2 separate regions of the Sus scrofa genome follow, and region 2 is linked to region 1. The links are chromatin contacts, called in public Hi-C maps. All regions are on one chromosome and are shown on one strand. The core of a region is the stretch at or near the end of the contact, and the rest is flanking DNA. Distances in the headings are between cores, read along the strand shown. Region 1 overlaps LOC102158473 (a long non-coding RNA gene). Region 2 has its middle 46 kb from the start of TARBP1.

The links. A called contact is a pair of places that touch in the nucleus more often than the background predicts.
Region 2: a contact with region 1 is called in a Hi-C map of omental adipose tissue, with 2.0 times the contacts expected there. The contact joins two enhancer-like sites. A contact is called at or near these places in 1 of 5 promoter capture datasets (liver), 15 of 47 Hi-C or Micro-C datasets (adipose tissue, alveolar macrophages, embryonic fibroblasts and 9 more) and 2 of 2 datasets of contacts at active chromatin or transcription factors (alveolar macrophages and skeletal muscle).

Annotation. Positions count from the first base shown.
Region 1 is chr14:56,457,130-56,463,154 of Sscrofa11.1, reverse strand. It overlaps LOC102158473 (a long non-coding RNA gene), which reads left to right. Exons shown (of 7, transcript XR_002338950.1): 7 at 516-1,930. Among named protein-coding and RNA genes, the nearest start is that of IRF2BP2, 86 kb to the left of the region's middle. Within about 2 kb of position 3,529, at least 28 of the 83 cell types and tissues checked have an H3K27ac peak or open chromatin away from gene starts, as enhancers often do. A contact at or near this core is called in adipose tissue, liver, mesenteric adipose tissue and 4 more, where this site is marked.
Region 2 is chr14:56,620,213-56,626,237 of Sscrofa11.1, reverse strand. No RefSeq gene overlaps it. Among named protein-coding and RNA genes, the nearest start is that of TARBP1, 46 kb to the left of the region's middle. Within about 2 kb of position 2,732, at least 70 of the 83 cell types and tissues checked have an H3K27ac peak or open chromatin away from gene starts, as enhancers often do. A contact at or near this core is called in adipose tissue, liver, mesenteric adipose tissue and 4 more, where this site is marked.

The DNA of each region.
Region 1 (6,025 bases), core at 2,280-4,779:
TGGGTTAAGAATCCAATTGCAGTGGCTGGGGTTGCTACGGAGGTGCAGGTTCAATCCCCAGCATGGCACAGTGGGCTAAAGGGCCCAGCATTGCCACAGCTGGGACTCAGATTCAGTACTGGGTCCAGAACTTCCATATGCCATGGGCATGGCCATTTAAAAAAATGCAGGTACCATTTAGTTCACAAAGATAATTTTACTTCAAGAGTTATAGCAGTGCCACTCATCTGAAGTAATCTTCCTCACCATCCCCCAGCCCTATGTCTTTCTTCTCAGCCCTTAAACCTACAAGGCTGCCTTTGAAAATGATGAATCAAGAATACAGTATAATGGAAATAGCTGCTGTATTAGAAAAATGCACTGGGGAATCTTTGAAAGCCAGGGAGAATGTATTCAATACTTCTTTGATAAAACCCAAAAAGGGCAGGTTCTACCTCAGCGTAAGGCCGAGGTGGTATCTTCCCAGGCCTCCACTGGATTCTTTGTCCCGTCTCAACCCTCATCATTAATCACAGCAGGTGCAGCACTCCTGGATAGTGAAGCCATGTGGAGCCACTGCCCAGGATCAGGAAAGGCCCAGCACATGCTGCTGACCTCTTCATTGTATGCACGCCAGGACTCAGCAGGATGGCCTGAGACAACCGTAAGGTAGGACACAAAACTCAGGCTTTGTTGGTGACCTGCTGGTTCTTCACTTCCTCTGCTTCCCTTGAGGACTGTCCTTGTCTTGCTTCTGCCTGGTCACTTCCAGGTTGCATGTGTGTAAAAGGGAGACCCTCATGCTTGCTCCCCCTTGGTGACAGGAGTAAAACAGAAAACGCAGATGGAGTTCTAGGAATTCTCAGGTAGGGGACGTGGGCAGATTCACAGCTTTGGCCACTGTCAGGGCTGAGAAACATGGCAAGATCATGGGGAGGAACCATGCCTAGGGTGAGTTTGTAGGTGGGCCCTTAAAGATTTGGATGTAGAGCTCAGTAGGTGTGAATAAATACACTGAAGGCACTGGGAGGAGATGATTTTCTGGGTTCTTCCTCTCTGGCCTCCAATTCAGCATGAAGCAAGGATAAAGGAGATTCCAGCCTAATAATTGGGAGGATTTCTTAAAGCACATTCCGCAGAAGACTGCATTTTTCTTGTCAAGCTACTCCAAAATCAACAGCAAGGGAGCCTGTAATGAATTCAGCTGAATTTGGTTTCTCACTCCAGTGAACCAAGTAACAGCAAAGAGGATCCAGAGAAACAGGGTCCCGGGGTTCTGGACATTCCTCTTCTCTTTGGCCATGTGCCCCCGATTGTTAAGGAGAGAAGAGTAAAAGATGGTAACTCTTAAAATGGAGACCGAAGGGGACTGTGCCTTTGAGGGCCCATAGCCTAGGTGAGAAGAAGGATCAGGAACCAAACTTGCAAAACAATGTAAGATGCATTTAGGAGGTGCAGTTTTTGGAGCAAGAGCAGTTATAATGAAGCAGTTACAGGTAAGGGAGAAGCCAGATTTCAGTGAGTTAAAAAGGAGGGGAATGAGTGGAAACAGCAAGGAAGGTGTGTGTATGAGAGGCAGTGTCGAGAAAGCTGTGTGGACTATGGGGCGCTCCTGTCTGCGGGGCGGACTGCTTCAATCATACCGTGGGCTTTAAGGCACCTTCAGTGTGACAATCTGTTCAGCCACGGGGATATCAAGATAAATAAGACAAAGTCCACATGCCCAAAGAGCATTCCATCTGTGGTTCCAGAGAGACATATGAGCAGACATATCAAAATGCAAAGTCATACATTCTGGACAGAGGCGGATGGAGCACAGGATTAGGAGGGAAAAAACACAAACCTGTTCTCAAGGAGCTTATGGCCATTTTTTTTCTCATCTTTTTAGGGCCCATGCCCATGGCATATGGAGGTTCTTAGGCTAGGGTTCGAATCGGAGTTACAGCTGCTGGCCTACACCACAGCCACAGCAACAGCAACGCCAGATCCAAGCTGTGTCTGCAACCTACACCACAGCTCATGGCAATGCCAGATTCTGAGTGAAGCCAGGGATTGAACCTGTGTCCTCATGGATGCTAGTCAGATTCCACTGAGCCAGTACGGGAACTCCCTTACAGCCATTTAGTGTGTCCACAGTTATAATGTGTCTGCAGTTATAGTTAGTATAACCCTAACCTTAACCCTAACCTTAACCCCCAACACAGGGGACAACGCTTTAGGAGAGGAGCATTGTACTTTGGGTACCTAGAAAAAAAAATCAAATACCTTTTAAGTGAAGCTTGAGGAAGGTCTGCCTGAGAAGGTGGCATTTGATTCAAACCTTGAACAATGGGAATGAAGGCTAGTGGGATAGCAGAGAGGGTCACTTCAGGCAGAGGATGTGATGTTTTAGGAGAAGGTTTAGGAGAAACTTTTGGTCACACTGTCTTTACTTACAGGAGTAGGAATCAAGGATGAATCTAGAACACAGAGACAGGCTTCTTGGAAAATTTCCTAGAATTGAGCCTTTTATGTCTTCTTGGGTCACCAAGATTCAGGCTCCTTAAATGCTCTTAGACCAAAGGCTGGCTCCACACCCAGGAGACTTCATTAACATTTCATCCTCCCATGGCTCTGTGATGAAGGCAGTAGAACAAGCCTGCCCTTTGTTGTGAGGGGCGCTTGTGTGTGTGTCTTTTCCACGAATCTCCCCTAGTGCATCCTTGGGCAAAATGTCCTGTTGGCCTCAAGGACAGTAAACATGTCAGCCTACACTGATGAGAGGTAATTAAGCAACCCTATGATATACTCATGTTGCAGGGTCCTGCTTGGAGTTCCATCACAAAGACCCTATCGTCTCTCTTTTAGAAAGACCTCACGTCTCGATTTAAGGGTTTTTTGAAACTATTGGATTATATTGAAAATTTCGTAGAAAGACAGGGCCTCGGTAAAAAAAAAAAAAGAGGAATGTGAACTTTAAATATAGGTGGATGAGGGAGTTCCCGTTGTGGCTCAGTGGAAACGAATCCAACTAGTATCCATGAGGATGCAGGTTCAATCCCTGGCTTCGCTCAGTGGGTTGGTGAGCCATCAGCTTCAGTGTAGGTGGAAGATGTGGCTCAGATCCCCTTTTGCTGTGGCTGTGGGGTAGACTGGCAGCTGCAGCTCTGATTTGACCCCTAGTCTGGGAATGTCCGTATGCTGCAGGTGCGGCCCTAAAAAGCAAAAAAAAAAAAAAAAAAAAAAAGAGTTGGGTGATTTTTTATAATCCCAACTTTGAATGAAGGCAAAGGAGCTTAATTTAAACAAATGAATGATTAGAGTTGCCTACCAATATATAAACATCATAATTTAAAATGTAATCATCATTCTTCTCCATTCAGCCATTATCCTGGTCTGATTTCTAGCCCTGTTCTTTCTACACAAGAGCTAAGGATTTGGCCTGTTTTAACAGCCACTTTTTTTTTTTTTTTCTTTTTTTTTTTTGGCAAACAGCAGGACAGAACACACTGCAATCAAATCAGCCTCTAAGTTGGCCCCAAACATCAAATGGGCCTGGGCATGATGGCGTATTTTCAGGCACATATAAACTTGGCCTGTATTCCTCAGGGCGTGAGTCTGGCACCTCTCTGGATCAGTAAATAGGCTTTTTGAAAAGCCCAAACAAACCATAAGGAAATCCTGCATTCTGAAACAAAAGGTATAAAAGCTAAGTAAAGACACACACTGCCATTGTCTGCTTTGCCAGGATGTGAGCTGTTGCCTTGGGAGAAAGATAACATGAAAGAGGCCATAATTGCAGGGCCAAGACTGCAGGCCCCACAAAAACAGGACGAAACATAGCAAAAGCGGGGGAAAAAAAAAAAAAAAAAGAGAGCTCCATGTGCTCTCAGCTGAGCCAGGAGAGAAAAAAAAAAAATCAAAAGAGCAACTCCTTCTTTAGCGTGTTCAAGAAATGGAGACAGAGGGCGAGGAAAATGAGGAAGATCACCAGGATTAAGTTAAAGTTTTCAGGAAAAACACAGGGCAGGAGAAAGAAAGAAAGAGAAAAAAACAAAACAAACAAACAAACAAAAAAAAACACCAGGCAGAACAGCTAAAGGAAGTAAGGGGAAGAGGACATGTTTTTTTAAACACATTTGCTTTTTTTTTTCTTTTCTTTTTTTGTTCAAGGGGAGGAGTGTGGAAAAAGAAAAAATAGGGCCATTTCATGAATGAGGAGAGGGTTGAAAGCTAGACAGACGGTTCCACATTAGCTGAGCTTCTAGATGGCTCTTTAAAAAGTATCTTAAACCAGGAACATGAAGATAAGGGCTAAGGACAATTGGGAAATAATGAAGATGTTGTCAATAAACTATTGATAAGGAGGGGTTAAAGGAGTATTTAGAGAAATTGAAGATATGCAAATGAGAGGCTGAAATAACACATGCATCCCAGGGTATTTAGTGGAACAGGCTCAAGAATTTGCGACACTATGAGGCAATTACTATTATTTTTTTAGTTGAAGTGTAGTTGATTTACAATGTTATGTTAGTTTCTGGAGTGCAGCAAAGTGATTCCTATATATATATATATTTTTTTACACATATCTTTTATATTTATATAGATATATCTTTCTATATATATCTTTTTCAGATGATTTTCCATTATAGGTTATTACAAGATATAATGCCCTATGCTATATTGTAAATCTTTGTTGGTTATCTATTTTATATATAGTGGTGTGTATCTGTTAATCCTAAACTCCTAATGTAACCCTTCCCCCATCCTTTCCCCTTTAGTAACTGTGAGATTGTTTTCTAGAGGCAATTATTTTTAATGCCATCCTGTGCAAAGGGGGTACTAAACACAGGTGTCTTAACACGACATTGCATCTCACGTTGCTGTGATGCATGATAAATGCATTTGCTGTTCTCAGAGTCACACATATTAGTCTGGGTCTTATCCTTACCTCCTCTCTCAGTAACAATATGAGAGGCTTAACTAAAGCAAAAGGAGTTTAAAAATGCTGTTTAGTATTAAATAGAACCTGCCCTCCCCCCCAAAAAAAAGGAAACTGAGGCATTGGGTAATCAAGGGAATGGTTGAAAGATCCAAGACTGAGTCAACGACTGAGTTATGACCCATTTTCCAGAATTCAGACATCTTCCAAAAGAAGAAAGCGCACAGAGGTAAGCTGGGTCTCAGGTGCGAATACAGATGGGTTCACTACTGGAAGCCACCAGCGCAGGGAGCCAGCCTGGAAGCGGACCTTGGTCTGCATCCACGACTCGGCCACCGCCAGAGCTGGTTTTTCCAGCCCCTTTCCTGCTCCCAGGTGGCAGAGCTAAAAATCAGGACACCAGCTCATTCTTTCAGTCCCCATTCCAAGCAAATCTCAGGTGGACTCTAGCTATGCTTTGTGAATTGCACCTGCCAGAGCTGCACAGCCAAGCAAGAGGAGGGAAATGCCTTAGTGGTTTCTGCACATAGACCAGACCAAGGGAGAAATTAACCTTAAGCTAGTGAACAACAAAAGTGTGCTTTGAGAAGTCAAATGAAGGAGGTGATGGTGGTTAGCGGACGGCCCTACACACCTTGTGTGTGTGTCTTGCTGAATCACTCTGTCCAAAGCTGGCAGGTGACAGACACAGGGTTACCTCCTGGATCGGTCTCTGGGGGTCCCTCCAGTTTCTGCGTCTCCAGACTGGGCAGTGCATGCAAGGTCTCCCCTGCTCACACCTGTTACTCATCCCAGCCACCTGATCTGAAGCGTCCTTGGGGACAGTGTTTTCACTCTGCCTGCTCTCTTGTGCTGGTGGATCGATGACAGTCAGCAAAGAACAAGCTGTGCCAGAGAAGAACGTCCTCTTCCTCTGGGCTGACTCAGCTTGGGACAGGAAGACCGGGGCATCTGGCATTTGGTGAAGCCCTTGATTGTCCCTTACGAAATATTAACCGAAATGGATTGGCGTTGGCCTCGTTCTGAGAAGGTCACCCAGGATGCGTTTGAAAGGAAGAGGCCCTGTGTCAACAAAGAGGAGTGATAAGCAGCCCGCCATTTCTCTGAACTGATGCGCCCGATGAT
Region 2 (6,025 bases), core at 1,483-3,982, 160 kb before region 1:
AAAGTGTTTTCATCTAGAATGAGGAGATGGGGTAAAACCTGACCTCCTCTGCTCCTCGGAGATCAGTCACACCCTCTCCACGCTGCAGCGGGCGGCAGATGCTCACCCTTCTGACTTTCCTGCTTCTTTTCCTTTCCTTGCAGCTGTGTCCATGACTGGACTGACTTGGGGCTGGGAACCCCCCACCCTTCCCCCACTAGGGCCGTAGGCCCTTGAAAGCAAAAGCCAGATAGGACAGGCTGGCTTCGCCCTTTGCATGGGATTTCTGTTGACACGCAGCCCCAGGAAAGTGGAGGGAAGTCGTGCTGTTTCCACCAGCCCTTCCCCTTGTCTGCAGCTGCCCTTCCTGTCCCGCAAGCCTGGACCGTGATGACCGATGCATTCCCACCTGATACCCGGAAAGCTTTGTGCTCATCGACTGTCTCCTGAAATTTTGCCGGAAGTTCTCTGAGTGATGATAACAACAGTGACTGAGGTGTCTCCGAGTGCTTTCATGTCAGGCACTTGGCCAAATAGCCTGCAGACTTCCTCTTATTTAATCCTTACGATATTCCTTAAACTAACGGGTATGATGTCCATTTTCCAGATGAGGAAACTGAGGCTTAAAGAGGGTAAAGTCCTGCCCAGGATCACATAGCTCTCGAGTGGCAGAGCCTGGATTGCAGGAGGCTGGAACCTAACGTCCTGGCTTGGAACCAGAGTTGCTAAACTCAGCCAGCTTTGCACCATCTCAGCCGTCAGCTGATATACAGAGCTTGCAGGGAGGGAAGAGGTGAAGGATGAGGAAAACTTATTCTGGATGTAAAAGCCTGCGTGCAGGTTAACAGGCTCCTTTCCACTTCCTTATACGTGTCTATGTTATTTTCCCTCTTGGTTCCCAAGGCTAAAGGAGCAAGAGTCTAGTTCAAGGCTGCCCCAGAGCTGTTCAGGTTCTCTGCCTTTGGCCCCGCAGTGACCGCTGGGCTTCCTGTGCTGCCTCTCCAGTCCTGCCAGGGGATAAGTGCAGTCTGGGTCTTGCGTGCCGGGCCAGTCCAGGTGGAGGGCAGACAGGCTCTCCTGTGGGCACCCAGCAAAGCCAGGAGAAGTGAGATGTGTCCAGGTGCCCCTCCCCCTCCTCTCCTGAGTTGAACTTCATCCTTATGCTCAGAACCAGGCTGCCCACAGTCTCAGTGGTCCTCGAGCATCACACTCCACTGGAAAGCGCACTGACCGCACAAAGAAGACCAGCTTCTGCCCCACCTGGCCCTTCCCCTGAAGGAGAGCAGGCAGCTATGCTGAGATAGGCTCAGGCCAGGGAGAGAGACCTATTCTCCTCCTAGGCCTGACACCAACTTGGCCACACCAGCAAACTCATTCAGCTTCTCTGGGCCTCGGATTTCTCATTCTTAAAACAAATGATGATCTTGGGTTTCACTAAGTCTCTAAAAATTCTTTTCAGTTCTAAAACCCAGGGATTCTACACCTCTCCCCTTCTGGGCAGCCCCAATTCCCTTCTCCTCCGGTGAACCAGCGGGGACCTTCTTCAGTGGGGATGATGGCGGGGCTCCCAGGAGGCCGGACACCAAGGGAACAGGAACGGCAGGACAGAAGGGGGATTGTTCCGTCAGCTGGCAGAGGAGGAAGCAGAGCTCTTAGCAGCCCCCGCCCAGAGGCAGAGCCCGGGGCAGCAGACTCTCAGTGCTCTTGGCGTATTTCCGCCGGAAAAAACCCGCGACCCCCCACCAGCTGGTGGTGAAAGGCGCCCCTCTGCATTGGGTCTGATGCTCAGGCAGGCAGAAGTGGCTTCCCCCCCAAATCCTCCCTCAAAGTCACTTGCGATTAATTTAATTTCATAACCTACCTCCCACCCTACCCCCCAACCCCACACCAAATGACTTCTCTCCAAATTTACGATGTTCGAACTATTGACGGAGATTAACTGCTATAGCAACTGCACAACAGTCTGGAAGGTTATTGTGCAGTGGGAAGTCACTCAACTTCAAGGAGCTATGTTTACTTTCGGAAAGAGAAGGAAGGGATGTTAGCTTTGGCTATGGGACTCTTCAAAGTAAAAGATTTCAAGATGAAAGTGGAGATCAAGTTACCAGAACAGCAAATAAAGACCTCGGGAAAATGAGGAAATAGCTATCACGTGGGTAACGGGTGACAAATCTTTCTTATCTGTGGCTGGGGGTAAGGAGGGAACAACACTCAAGGTCACTGCCCACGTGTTCTTCCGTCTCACCCGCAGACTTTCTCAGAGCAAGGTCAGAGGGCGAATCATACATGGGGGCAAATTCCAGCCGGGTCTTTCAACCAGCCACTGTGCCCTGTGAAATGTCACACTGGAACAGGATAATTGGATGGTTTGGAGAAGCTGCAGAGGGAATCAGGGCTTTTCCCAAAGAAGATAAAAGCAGAGAAGCAGCGCCCAGCCTGAAACCAGCTGCCCCGTTTGTTCAAAAAACAGGTCTTCTAACACCGAGAAGCAGAAATCGAAACCTCTTTAAATCCCCTAGAATGTTTCGAACAAAACACCTATTTCATGAAAGAAATTGCATTTTAAAAGATCACGCCAACAGAATGTCCCAGCTGCTTGGTCACCTAAGTGTTTTTGGAAAAGGAAAAGAGCTATTCAGCATTAAAGATTCAGGAATGTCTGTTGACATATTAAGGAAACAACCTCAGGGGACAGCTGACAAGGCTCCAAGAAGCATTACCAAGGGAACGGTGACGCAAACGTGTTCCGTTTTTACAGGCTGGCGCTCCGCCAGGCTCCCTCGCCTGACGGCTGATGTCATGCTAATCCCTATCTGGGTTAGCGTCGCTTGGATATCAACTCAAGCGGCACAGTCAGCTGCAATCAATAGCAGGCTCCTTTTATAGAAGATAGTAAAGGAAAAAATACGTATACACAGAAAGAGAACTCCGGATTCCAGTGTGCTCAAACCTATACATTGTGCCAAAAATGGGGAAGGAAAAGAAATGAAGGTCCAATACAAATCTGGCAGTTCCTGTTGTGGCTCGGTGGAACCGAATCTGACTAGCATCCATGAGGACACATGTTCGATCCCTGGCCTCGCTCAGTGGGTTAAGGATCCGGCATTGCCATGAGCTGTGGTGTAGGTTGCAGATGCGGCTCCGATCTGGGGTTGCTGTGGCTGTGGTGTAGGCCGGCAGCTACAGCTCAGATTAGACCCCTGGCCTGGGGACCTCCATGTGCTGCAAGTGCAGCCCCAAACAAACAAACAAAAAACAAATCTAAGCCACACCTGACATAGTCAGGGTCTTTTCTGTAGAGTAAGTCCTATTGTTGATGAAAGATACTACTATTTCATGATATTAGTTTTTTGTGTGTTTTTTTAGCATAACTAAGATGTGCCTAATTCCCAGTTGAGCTAAATGAGGATGGAAGAAAACAGAAGACATTAGGTGGGAATGTGAAAATAATGATTTTTTTCATTATTGAACAAATGGGCTGATTCCTTTTAAACCTATGCGTGAAATATTGCTTTTCAAAAATTTCTGTCTTCAAGACCACTGCTTTTCAATTATTTTAGAATAAATAAGGAGAAGAAGAATTATGCAAATTTTCATCAGGCTTGGATTGAATGCGTATGTCAAGTGTCCTCCGTAATGCGCTGTGGGGCCACTTTGCATTTTCTTCCTCAAGCATGGCAATTTTAACTGTCCAAGAGTGATAAAGAAGAACCCATTTTAAAAACTCACTTCAATTATGCATATTCTCTTTCTTTACTAGGTTATACTCCGAGGGAAGGGAACTCTGTCGTCTTTCAGAGCAGACCAACAACAAAAGCATTTTTGATTCCCAGATTTTCAGAGTATAAATAATAACGATCATAAAATTGGGTTGGGAGTGAGAGGGAAGGATGAACACCAGTGGAGATAGTGGCGTTATTTTTTGTTTGAGTTTATTTTAAAGCTTTGTTGAAGTAGAGTGGATTTACAAGTTTGTGATCATTTCTGCTGTACAGCAAAGTGATTCAGTGATACATGTACACCCCTCCATTCTCTTTCAGATACTTTCCCCACATAGACGATCACAGTGTATTGGTTAGAGTTCTCTGTGCTATACAGCAGGTCCTCGTTGGCCAATCATTCCATATACCACAGGGTGCCTATGCCAATCCCAAATCCCCAGTCCACCCCTTCCTCCCCTCCCCTGTCTGCTTTGATAACCACTGTTCGTTGCAGCACTAGCCACAATCGCCAAGACATGGAAGCAACCTAAATGTCCAGTGACAGAGGAATGGATAAAGAAGATGTGGTGCATATATGCACTGGGATCTTCCTCAGCCATAGAAAGAATGAAGTAATGCATTTCAGCAACAAGGCTGAACCTAGAGATTATCATGCTAAGTGAAGTTAGTCAGACCATGCAAGACAAACATCATATGATATTGTTTATAGGTGGAACCTTAAGGAAGGATACCAATGAACTTATTTGCAGAACAGAAACAGACTCACGGGCTTTGAAAAACTTGCAGTAAGCAGAATTACTTTTAATAATAACGAGAAGGGATAATGACGATGACATAGCACATTGGATGCATGAATAAATGAAGTCCATAAAGCTGTCAGTGAGGTGATAAAAATGACACATTATTCATCTCTTACATGTTTGTAACACTTTCCTTCTAAGGTAGTGGGTTTGTTTTTTTTCCCCCCACCCTAAGGGATGTTTAAGCTTTGGGGAGTCTATAGACCGTATGAACTTATATGAAAAGTTGGTAGGTATATACCTATTTTTCTGGGAGGTAGGTTCTCACCTTTCATTGAATGCTCAAAAGGATCCAAAGGCCCCTCAATGTTTAAAACTGATGAATTCTCAGGAGTTAAAAATCCTTCAGAAGTTTGATCTCAATTATCCTTCACCTCCCAGTGTGATAATTTATTTACAGGTAGAGAAAGTAAGAAATGGAGAGGCTAAGTTGCTTGCCCAATGTCAGTGAAGCAGCCCGGTCTATTATTATCTGTGACACCAGATCAGATGGCCCCCTTAAATGAGCTTCTGTGGCATGTTCATTGGTCAAGAATGTTCCTGCTGAGCACTACTTACAAGGGAGGGACCAGAGGAAGCTTAGAATGCCTGCTGATGAGGTCAGTGTCAACTCAACTGATGTAACCCCCCCCATGATCTTCCATGCCCGCCCACTCTTCCTTCCCCCTTACCCACAACCCCACTGCCCAAAGTCTCCTTTCAGCCAGGCCAAGGCTAAGCAGAAGATTCAACTGCGGTATGTCAACCTTTTAAGTCTCCCACAAGAATGTAATTTTAGTATCACCTTTCTCTGATAAAGGCAACGTTTTCTTCAGAATCTTGAAACACTTTACATTGAACAGAAAGGATACAGGACAGGAAGCTAGGGCTCGCAGGTAAGAGGGAAGTTCCCATCACTGTAGCATGCAAATGTAGTTCTCCAACGCACAGCCTGGTCTGTTCTATGTTGACCTACACCAGCTCAGCCTAGGAATGGAATCCCTCATTCTCTGAGTCCAATTCCTCCTGCCTAGGGAGAGAGGCCAGACATGGATGGACCAGGAAAACCATTCAAGCCACCAGTAGGGAGCTGGGAAAAGAGTGCACTGAAAGTGGGGATTTTAATATTAATATTAAAAATTTTGATATTTAATGTCATTTACCATTATAAAAGGATATTTCCTTATCATACAATAGCTGAGAAAAAAACAAAAGGAAAAAGAAGAGGAAGGAAAAAGGATCTTGTAAACCCATCTCTCCCAGCTATGATCCTAAATGCAAAAATATCCTGGTTATTAGGGCTGCTGGCCCCTCCTCTTGCTGACTGTGACCTTGAAGTCACAAACTCTTGGTTCCTTTGGGAGGAAAATGCAGAGATGATAAAGCCTTCCACGCATGCCTCCCACAGTTGTTACACGGCTCAAATAAGATTATGGATTTGACAATGAGATATTTATTAAGTATCTTTATTATCGATATTAGAAATTCACACTGTCATTCTTAGAGGTTGCTTTGCCACCACTGGAGTCACAGCTACGAAAACTA